Regions from separate parts of the Sus scrofa genome. Here region 1 is linked to region 2. The links are chromatin contacts, called in public HiChIP or PLAC-seq maps. All regions are on one chromosome and are shown on one strand. The core of a region is the stretch at or near the end of the contact, and the rest is flanking DNA. Distances in the headings are between cores, read along the strand shown. Region 1 overlaps CCDC146 (coiled-coil domain-containing protein 146). Region 2 overlaps PTPN12 (tyrosine-protein phosphatase non-receptor type 12).

Region 1 (5,798 bases), core at 2,891-5,390, 380 kb before region 2:
TATACAACTTTTCATTCCCACTAGCAATATGCAAGAGTTCCAGTTACTCCATGTTTTCACACTTGGTGGGTTTGATCCCTGGCCTCACACAATGAGTTGTTAAGGATCCAGTGTTGCCACAAGCTGTGGCATAGGTTGCAGATGTGGCTCAGATCCTGTGTTGCTGTGGCTGTGGCATAGGCCAGCAGCAGCAGCTCTGATTCGACCCCTACCCCTGAAACTTCCATGTGCTATAGGTATGGCCATAAAAAGAAAAATAAAACACTCTAATAGGTGTTTAGTTGCATCTCATTGTGATTTTGATTTGCCTTTCCATGGAGTGAACATATTTTCATTCTTATTTGATATTTGTATGTCTTCTTGGGTGAAATATCTGTTCAAATATTTTGCCCATTTTTTAATTGGTCTTTTTAATTTCTTTAGTTCTTTATTTTTTATTTTTCTTTTTGGCCATGCCCGCAGCATATGGAAACTGCCAAGCTACGGATCAAACTCTTACCACAGCAGTAACCCAAGCCACTGCAATGACAACACCCAATCTTTAACCCACTGCATCGCAAAGGAACTCCTGGTTGTTTGATTTCCTATTAGGTTTTGAGATTTCTTTATATATTCTTGATACATGTTTTGTCAGATAAATTATTTGCACACATTTTCTTCCTACCTATGTCTCTTGCATATATTTTCCTAATATACTTTCCTCTGAAGAGCACATTTTTTTTTTTTAATTCGGAAAAGTCCAGGAGCTCCTGTCATGGCTCAGTGGTAATGAACCTGACTGGTATCCATGAGGACACAGGTTTGATCCCTGGCCTCGCTTAGTGGGTTGAGAATCTGGCATCACCATTGCTGTGAGCTGTGGTGTAGGTCACAGACACTTGGATCTGGCATTGCTGTGGCTGTGGTGTAGGTCAGCAGCTACAGCTCTGATTCGACCCCTAGCCTGGGAATTTCCATATGCCATGGGTACAGTCCTAAAAAGACCAAAAAAAAATTCCAGTTTTTTTCTTTTATGATTTGTGGTTTTGTGTCCTATCTTAAAAATATATATATATTTTTTCCCAAAGTAAGTTTGCAAAGATTTTCTTCTAGAAGTTTTTTACTTTTAGGTTTTATATTTAGGCCTATGCCCTTTTTCAAGTCAGTTTTTATAAATTATGCAGGGTGTCAGTTGAGGTACATTTTTTTTACATGAAGATATTAAAGTTGTTCCTATCACTTGGAAAATATGATCATTTTACTGGATTAAAAAAATCCAAAAATTTGGCAAAATTTAATACCCATTCCTGATTTTAAAAACTCCACAAACTTGGAAGAGACAGAATTTCCTCTACCTATGAAAAACTTAACATTTGATGCCATACTTAACCATAGAAGACTGAATGCTTTTTCCCCTTAGGATCTGAAACAGGGCAAAGTTGTTCCCTCTCACCAATTTATTGTTCTGGAGGTCCTATCCAATGCTAAGGAAATAAAAAGAATCTACACTGGACAGAAAGAAGTAGAGTTGTCTTCATTTGCAGATACCATGATCATCTAAGTAGAAAATTCTAAGGAATATTATAAAAAGCTAACTGAATTAATTAAAAAGTTGACAAGGTTGCAAGGTACAAGGTCAATAACAAAAATCGATTCTATTTCTAAGGACTAAAATGGCATTTGGAATTTGAAATTTTTAAACAGTACCATTTACACACAATAACATACAACATGTGAACTATTTAGGGATAAATTTAATGAAATATAAGCAAGACTGATTTTCTGAAATCCGTTAAGACATTGCTGAGAGAAATTGAAGACTTTCTAACTAGGTGGAGAGAAATACCATATTCAAGGAAAATAAGAACTCAATGTTAACTTTGCATATCACTCCACATTGATGTATCAATCCATTGCCCAGTCAAAATTCTAGCAGGGTTTTTAAAAAATAGAAATTGACAAGCTCCTTCTAAAACGTATATGGAAATGTAAAGTACCTAGCATAGCCATAATTTTTTAAAAAGATCTAAGTTTGAGGACTTACACTACTTCATTTTAAGACTTACCATAAAGTACAATAGTCAATACAATATTGTATGGCTATAAGAACAGACACTTAAATCAATGGGGCAGAATAGAGAATATAAAAATAGACCTATACATATTTGGCTAGTTAATTTTTGAAAAAAGTGCTACTATAATTATAATACTAAAATGGGAAGAGGATGCTCTTTCCAACAAATTCTCTCCATTTCCCCCCAAAAAAACCCAACACTTATTACTTCAAATCATACAACAAAATTTAAAATAGATAAAAAATTCAAATAGAAGAGCTAAAATTATAAACATTCTGAAAGAAAACATAGAGGGGAATATTTTAAGCTTGATTTTGGCAAAGTTTTCTTAAGATACAAAAAGCATAAACCATAAAAAATGATAAATTGAATTTCCTCAAAATTCAGAAGTTTTTCTCTTCAGAATGAAGAGAGATCGAGGGAAAATATATATGAAATATATTGATAAAGGACTTGTAGCTGTAACACACAAAGTACTCTTACAACAGTGATAAGAAAACCTGATTTTTTGATGAGCACAAAAAAGAATATACTCTTAAACTAAGAAGATATGTAAATGGCAAATAAGCTTATAAAAAAATACCTAACAAAATAAGTCATTATGGAAATGCAAATTAAAACCACAAAAATTAAAATTAGATACCACTACAAACCCATCAAAATGGCTAAAACTAAAAATACTGACAATATCAAATGTTAACAAGGACGTGGAGCAGTGGGAACTCTTATACCTTGCTGACTGGAATATAAAATGGTACAGCCACTTTGGAAGACAATTTAAGTTGCTTATAGAATTAAACATAATTTACCATATGACCCTGCAATTCCACAGTATTTATCCAAGAGAAATGAAAATATTTATTCCTATGAAGTCTTATATTCAAATGTTCACAGCAATTTTATTCATTATAGCCCCAAAATAAGAAATTAAATATCTCTCAACTGGAGAATGGCAAATAAATGGTGGTATCTTTGTGTAATGGAATAGCACTCAGCAATAAAAGAAATGAAATACTGATATCCACAGCAATGTAGATGAACCTCAGAAACCTTATGGTAAGTGATAGAAGCCAGAAACATACATAATTCTAGTTAATGAAATTCTAGAAAAAGCAAAGCGGTGGCTGGGATGGAGGAAATGGGGACAGAAGGGGCACTGACTATAAAGGGCACAAAGGAACTTTTCAGAGCTGTGAGAATCTGCCAGTGATTACACTTCTGTCAATGTTTGTAAAAACTCATCAAATTGTACTCCTAAAATTGTGAGTTTTATTGAACATAAATTATACCTCAATAAAGCTAATTTTTTTTAAATAAAAATTATGTTTCTCTTTTCCTCTCCTGGGCATGAGACTCAAGTTCAGGGTTACAAGATAGCATCATGGCTTCAGAATGGCTGTCTGTCCATGGTGGATGTCTGACCACACTGACTCTTCCTGAGATAAACATCTGCCTGGGTCTAAGATATGGGCTCCATGCCTGCATCATCTGAGAATTCTGCATCCCCATTTGGTTCTCAATGGTATGGTCCACAAAGCTTTCTGAAGCCATGTCTTTTCATCATAACACCAAGGGCTCTTGAGGCACAGCACTCCAGTCATCCTCAACACCTCTTCTACTCCATTCTGTGGCCTCTCTTGGGCCTTTTCTGCCTCGTTTTCTCTGTTTTATCATATGAAAGCGCAGAGTTTATGATGGCCCTGGAACCTTGCTACTTCTCCCAGATCCCACGTAGAGAAGGAGGAACATTTTCCCTTTGAGGTCCTTGAATGTCCAAGTTGCACTGTTGCATTTCCTGAGCCTGGTCCTGGGTGGACAGGCTGCCTCAGGGGCCCATGGCAACTTGTTTCCTCACCACCTCTCCTAGTTCCCCATCTAAGAAAGAGGGGTTTTTGTTTATTTTTATTTTAAATTTCCTCTTCCAATGTAAAGAAGGACAGCTGGCTTGCTAAATATTTGTCTAACCCTATAAGTAATATAAAGAACCTTTGCTTTTAGAGGAAGGAAAGAAATTGAGTAAGAGACCCTGCCAGGGGAGAGGAAGACAAAAGTAGGGCTATGCCTAGGGCCAGAGGAAGCCTGAGAACAGGAAATACTCATGCAATCATACGAGGCCGTGAAATTTCTAGACAAGGGAGAAGGAAATTTGCCTGCTTTACTTATTGTCTAAAGCTGGTTCTTCCCTGACTCAGAGTTGATACGTATTCTTTTCAGGACTTATAAAAATTTTAGTTGTTCCCTCTCTCCCTCTCCAATACCCAGTATCCTATATAGTCTTTCTTATCCTAGACTTAACCATCTCACAGTGGGATTTGAAGATGAGGTCAACCAGGACCCTCACACAAAATCCTAAGGAGAGCTTTGGCACAAAATCATGCTAAAGAGGACCCAGATCACTTTTTCTAGACAATAGATTCCTGAAATAATTTGTCCAGCCTCAAGCTAACCTCTGTTTATTTGTTCCCTATAAAAATAATTTAAGGTATATTATTCACAAAAGTAAAAGAACCAGGCAGTGAGGTGAGAAAGCTACCATTTACTGAGAACTCCATGCTGGTCTGGGTCAAGACTTCACATGTGTTGTACCATTTAATCTTCATAACAACTCTTAAATCATCTCGAAGTTAAGGAAACTTAACTTAGAGGCTGAACATCTTGCCCAAGTTTACATAGGAAGAGGAGGGATGTGATTCAAGCCTAATCTGAGGAATTTCCAAGTTAGTCGTTTCCATTAATGCATGCTGTCATCCTGGTAGACAAAGTTAAAGCCACTCATCCCAGTCTTAGATGAAATAACAGGAGGAGGGGGAGAAAGAGAAGGAAGAAGGGAAAATCCTGGGATGTTGCAGATGGGAGGCAGTGATAGGCCATATTTCATGAAGATCTTTGCTAAGAAAACAGACCTGTGTAGACCCACAGTTCCTATTGACTATGGTATGGGGAAGAGAAAAGGTATAAATGAAAGAGGAGGTTTGCAAGGCAATGACTTAATTAAATAGGATAGACTAGTGTCGTAATGTTATGAATGTGCTTTCTGTTATCGTTTTTAAAAAATTCCAGCAAAGATAATGGAATTTGAAAAAACATGCACATTTTTGTAGCAAGAATGAGGAATGGCCTGTAATGTCAGGATTCTAGATTCCAAGCAAACATGGAGAATCTCTGTTTAATGGACCTTCTGGAAGACTGTCAGCTTCAGAGACACTTGGGCATTCCACACCTCCCACTGGCTTTGGAACTCAGTCTCTGCTTGCTATAAAATTATTTAGAAACTGCTAGGGAAACCAAGAGGACCTCTCAGGCACTCTGAATTTTTGAAGCCTGATTGGACTTGCAGAATGACTGTAAATTATTACAGACCTAAGCTCAGCATTTCTTGTCATACTTTGTGTATGTGAAGGCGTTCCTTTGGTTCGTAACTATAACAACAAATTCTATAGCCCATTGTTCAGTAGCCCATGGGCTGCCTAATAATCACTACTAGAATTAATTTGTTTTAAACTGATTTACACTGTGCTGGCCTGCGCTTTGCTGAAGGGGTCCTAGCCTTATACCTTTGCAGGGACAGAAGTTGTGTTCCAATAGCCTGCCTATATTCTTAATCCTGTTTTCCACTAGTGGACTCCTAGAAGAAAGGGCTTTGTAAAGGCCATGGCAAATGACCTGTATAGAATATTATGGAAAAGGGTAAGGGATTTGGAGCCAGTGAACACAGGTTTGCATAAGTACTGCCATCTATTGCTG
Region 2 (5,440 bases), core at 2,482-4,981:
GAATTGATAGCTTATCTTGGAGGTGATAGACCCTTTGGAGGATTTTTAAGTGTGAGGCTTCAGTTAAAATGATCAGAGTTGCTTTAGCATAGTAACTCTGAGATAAGACTGGAATTATATAAGAAGTGTGTTAATGTGACTTTCTCAAGACTTTTAAGGTAGACTCAACTGAAAATGTCTTTCTTAAAGGCTTTTTTGTTTGCTTAGTTAAAAAAAAAAAAAAAGCCACACATGACAAAGGCTGTTAATTGAATCTACAAATTTAGGTATATTTTTGCCCAGTTAGAAGAGTGATTTCAAGTGCTTTCTTGCTTCATTGTAATTTAATTATTTGTAACTTGATAAATGAATGATTTTGTTAGTGTTTAGTTCGCCGCTGTTCGCATACAAACTGTCACATAATACCATACTTAAGAATAATGTTCTTTAGTATTTTTGTGGCATGTTTCTCAATTTCATAGAGACGGCTTCACTAGAGACAATGGAAATGGTGGTCAGGAAGTGAAATGAAATACATGTAGGTACTTTGCATTTCATTTAGTTAAATGAACTTTGGTGTGCTACCTCTCTTTCACGCATTATTGGGACATAAAATTTGATGTCGTATTAAAAGAACAAAACTGTCTTCTTTTGTTTGGGGCAGCATTCAAATTCTAAGATTAGTTTATTTAACATATAAGCATTAATTACGCTCCAGGGATGCAGGGTATTACAATATTAATCTGACAGTAGTCTTGTACTCAGAGTTTAGTAAAGGAATTCTCTTTATATATTTATCATAAAGAGAAGGAAATGGTGTTTTACGAGTACATATAAAGTCCAAAAAAGAATTCAGAAGGGAAGATTATTTTTGCATGACAAAAGAAAGAAACTCTGAATAAGCTTGGGCTTAAAAGATGTATACGACTTGGAGGTGTGTGAGTGGAATGACCACTAAAATGCAAAGAAAAAGCATCAAGACCCAGAAAGATGGCTATCCTGAGAATTTTTAAAAGCTGAATCTTGAAAGCATCTTTTATGTTGTTTCGTTTGGTTTATCAGTTTTATACTGCTGATGTCAAGGGCTACCAAGTCCATATAGTATTGTACTCCGATGTTTTAAGAAATTTGGGGAAGTTTTGGTTTGCTGTACCTCCCACGTTTATCTAGAATCTAACCTCAAAACCTTTAAATTCCTGTATTTAAATACTTTTTGGTGATAGCCGGTGCATATTTTTTTGCTTTCACTTGCTTTTGAACAACGATCTCCTCCCTGTCCCTTTTTTTGCTACTTGATAATTACATTTTCCTTCTTTATTCCTAATCCGTCCTCCTCCTCCCAAGAAAAATCATCAACTTTCCAAAAATTTTCAGTGCTACCACTGAAATAAAATACAGAGGAACCTAAGAGTTTTTGAAAATCTGTTTCCATTCCTCCATGCAATTGATCACAATACTCCTGTCTCTTGAACATACCTTACAACCAGTGATTCTTAAAGCACAGCCTCCAGCAGCAGCAGCAGCAGCATCCCATATTAAAAATACAAATTCTCAGGCTGTACCCCAGACCTACTGAGCAGAAGAAACTCTGAGGGTAGGACCCTGCATTCCTCCTTTTAACAAGCCCTCTAGGTGCTTATGAAGCATGCTCAAATTTGGCAGTATGAATGAAGGATGCTTTATAATATTTAATACTCTCAGGCAAACAAATTGGTCTAGAATATGTGACTCCTTTTGATCTCTGATCTAAAAAAGAAAGAAATTTTAGTAGCAAATAACATTTAAAAAGTTTCATTAATTGACTTAATGGTAATAGTTAACATTCTTTGAGCCCATTTTTTTGTGCCAGGCTCTTTGCTGAGACTAGGTATTATGCTCATGTCTCAGAGAGTGAGCCACCGTTTAAATATGTTCAGTATCATAAAGCAAGAGAGTGTCAGATCAAGAATTTTAATTCAAGCAGCAGACTATAAAGCTGACCTTTTTTGTTAGAAAGTCAGTTCCTATTTGAGGATGTCTTTTTAATTCTACATTTGGGTAGAATTTTTATGATGTCAATTTTTTTAAATGTACAAAACAGTTTATGTTTAATGGATCACCGTTGTTTTATTTATACTACATCATAGATTAGTGGCTCTTAGCGATATGAAAATTTCTAAGTACAAACACATTTTTTCTTTTTTTTTTTTTTTTTTTGGTCTTTTTGCTATTTCTTTGGGCCGCTCCCACGGCATATGGAGGTTCCCAGGCTAGGGGTCGAATCGGAGCTGTAGCCACCGGCCTACGCCAGAGCCACAGCAACGCAGGATCCGAGCCGCGTCTGCAACCTACCCGACAGCTCACGGCAATGCCGGATCGTTAACCCACTGAGCAAGGGCAGGGACCGAACCCGCAACCTCATGGTTCCTAGTCGGATTCGTTAACCACTGCGCCACGACGGGAACTTTTTCTTTTTGATACCAACAGTAGTGTATTATATACACTATTGTTTTCTGCTTTTTTACACGTGTACTTACCGAGATCTTTTCATATCACTGTATATCAAGAGCCTTCCTCATTTCTTTCAACTGTATCATATTTGTATAAAATGAAACAAATCATTTTAGCCAATCCTTTACTATAGTCTTTTCCAAAACAATAATAATTGTTTGCAGTCTTTTGCTGTTATAAACAATTCCATGATAAATAACTCTGTTTATATCATTTTATGAGTGTGAGCCATTTACCTAAAGAATGTATTTGTAGAAGTGCAGCCTGGGATGAGGGGTTATGTGTATTTATAATTGCCAAATTACCCTCCTTAGGAGTTGTGCTCATGTTCTACCAGCATTGCATTAATGTTCTGGTTTTCCCACACCCTCACCAACAGCCAATTTCCTTTTTTTTTTTTTTTTTTTTTTTTTTTTTTGTCTTCTTGCCATTTCTTGGGCCGCTCCCTCGGCATATGGAGGTTCCCAAGCTAGGGGTCTAATCAAGCTGTAGCCACCGACCTACACCACAGCCACAGCAACCTGGGACCCGAGCCGCGTCTTTGATCTACCCCACAGCTCATGTCAATGCCGTATCCTTAACCCACTGAGCAAGGCCAGGGATCGAACCCACAACCTCATGGTTCCTAGTCGGATTCGTTAACCTCTGAGCCACAACGGCAACTCCCAGTTATTTTTCAGATATAATTTTCCCCCCAATACAGTTACATACTTTGAGAATTTTTATTACCACAGGAAATAGCATCATAAATGTGAATTTTGCTTTGACATTGTGCCAGTGCAGGAGTATATATTGCTGATTTAGGTCTCTGAGATTGTGATGATAAAGTTCAGTAGTTTTTCAGAGAAAAACAACATGCTTACTATTCTATAGGTAATAGAATAGTAAGATTATTTCAAGTGCAGTATGTTAAAGTATGTCATAATGAGAATAAGAATCTTGAATTAAAGTTACATAAGTTAAATAAAATCTGTGATTTTTTAAAAAATAGAGACATAATATTTTTAGTTGTTAATTATCAGCATCAGAATGAGCAAGAATAAAACCATGGTGAAAAAGTTAAATGTTACCAAACTGCTTTTTCATTTATATTTAATAATTTGTTGAATATGCCTTCAATATGTCTTTAAGCCTAGATGAAAGCAGGCTCCTTTGAAATTAAATTTCAGCAGTGTAGTTGAGTAGTGAATTTAAACAATTCACAATGCTGACTTTCAGTGCTTCTGAAAGCAGGAAGTGTATTACTGACATGCAGAAATATTCCAGCCCTAAGAACATCCCTACTGCCATATGTGGTAAGAATTTGTCACTAACTCACAAACCACTTCTGTAATGCAGTGAATAAGCAGAATTGGTCTTTGTTGGGTAAATCCAATTCAATATGAAAGAACTTTATTTTGCAGTGTCTTATAAGTAATTATTAGCTTATGCCTTGGAAGGAGACTGGCACATCATGGGTGTTTAAGGTTTATTGAGAGAAGGAATAAAGAAATGTGTACATAATCTTTTAGGCATGATTTTTAAATTTGAGTTTTGGGACCCTAAGTTAAATATTCTGACTCAGCTTATTAATGACTTCTTTAAATCAAATTACTTTTATTCTGGGGTCCCATTTCTTTTACTACTACTTGGAATGTTAATCTTATATTTATACTTGTACTGAAAAAGAAATTATTAGGGTTAATATTGAGGGGTAGGAAGATATTGTCAATGTAGAAAAACAGGAAAATGAGTTGTGAGGAGAATGGGCTGTGAGGAATTGGGGTTAGTAAAATTCAGTGAAGAGCTGTCTATCATTTAAATTTTCATTAAAAAATAAATAAATAAATAAATAAATTTTCATTAAAATTTTGAAGTAATAGTATTTTTCTAAACTTGAATTTTCTTTTTTTTTTCTTTTTTTTTCGATTGTAAGCGATTAAGAAGATTGTCAACTAAATATAGAACAGAAAAGATATATCCCACAGCCACTGGAGAAAAAGAAGAAAACGTTAAAAAAAACAGATATAAGGACATACTGCCATGTAAGTTTGAAATGCCACTAACGGAACAAATGGAAATGCTAATTAACAGTTTCGTAGCCTAAACTACCTTTATTTTCCAAATGAATTTGGTTGTTAGGAAGGTAGTAATTAACCTCTCTTTCAAGGTACACTATAAAAAAATAATTTGTGATCGTGCTTGCCTTTCCTACTGGCAGTAGTTTTTGTTGTTGTACTTGCCTTATCATTATTATTATTTAAGTATCATAGTTACTCTGGTACTTATTTTTAAATACTTCAAAATCCAAGTAAAAATACCTTTTGTGGACTCTCTGTTCAAAGAAGTTATTTTGTTAAAATGAAATAATATAGACCGATGATTCAATAAGTATAATTGAATGAATTTTATGAAATGCTAAAAATATTAACTCTTATCTATTGTGTGTTCACAGTAAGAACCTTAATTGATTAATTATGTATTAAAAATGAGCCATGATTCATGCCTGTGTGTCTACTGTTCTTAGTGGTCTAAAAATGTATCTCTGAAGTGATGCATAAGACTGATAGCATTATATTCTAATAATAATAATAATAATAATAATAATAATAATAATAAATTCTTAAATAGTATAGTTTTCCAGTAAAATGCCTTTAAAGTGCCTTTAAAAGCATACATATTTAAGTGTTCCCATTGTATTTGTTTGGGTTTTTTGGTTTATTTTTTTCTCTTTTTTGGGTCTCCCTGTGGCTTATGGAGTTCCTATGCCAGGGATCAGATCCAGGCCAGAGTTGCAACCTACACCATAGCTGCGGCAACATGAGATCCTTTAACCCACTGTGCCCGGCCAGGGATCAAACCTGTGTCCTGTTGCTACAGAGATGCTGCTAATCACCTTGTGTCACAGTGGGAACTCCTAAGTGTCCCTATTTTAAAAAGCAAAAATTAAATAGCTTGTCATGCAACTAGTAGGGCAGATGAGAACTTAAAC

The links. HiChIP or PLAC-seq counts read pairs in DNA pulled down with a chosen protein or histone mark.
Region 1: an H3K27ac HiChIP or PLAC-seq map of alveolar macrophages shows a contact between it and region 2. The contact joins two enhancer-like sites. A contact is called at or near these places in 3 of 47 Hi-C or Micro-C datasets (embryonic fibroblasts, heart right ventricle and subcutaneous adipose tissue) and 1 of 2 datasets of contacts at active chromatin or transcription factors (alveolar macrophages).

Annotation. Positions count from the first base shown.
Region 1 is chr9:102,905,878-102,911,675 of Sscrofa11.1, reverse strand. The region is part of intron 1 of CCDC146 (coiled-coil domain-containing protein 146); the gene reads left to right. Among named protein-coding and RNA genes, the nearest start is that of CCDC146, 11 kb to the left of the region's middle. Within about 2 kb of position 4,140, at least 4 of the 83 cell types and tissues checked have an H3K27ac peak or open chromatin away from gene starts, as enhancers often do. A contact at or near this core is called in alveolar macrophages, where this site is marked.
Region 2 is chr9:102,525,907-102,531,346 of Sscrofa11.1, reverse strand. It overlaps PTPN12 (tyrosine-protein phosphatase non-receptor type 12), which reads left to right. Exons shown (of 16, transcript XM_021102557.1): 2 at 4,385-4,493. All of the region lies in intron 3 of LOC102167692 (a long non-coding RNA gene), which reads right to left. Among named protein-coding and RNA genes, the nearest start is that of PTPN12, 35 kb to the left of the region's middle. Within about 2 kb of position 3,731, at least 5 of the 83 cell types and tissues checked have an H3K27ac peak or open chromatin away from gene starts, as enhancers often do. A contact at or near this core is called in alveolar macrophages, where this site is marked.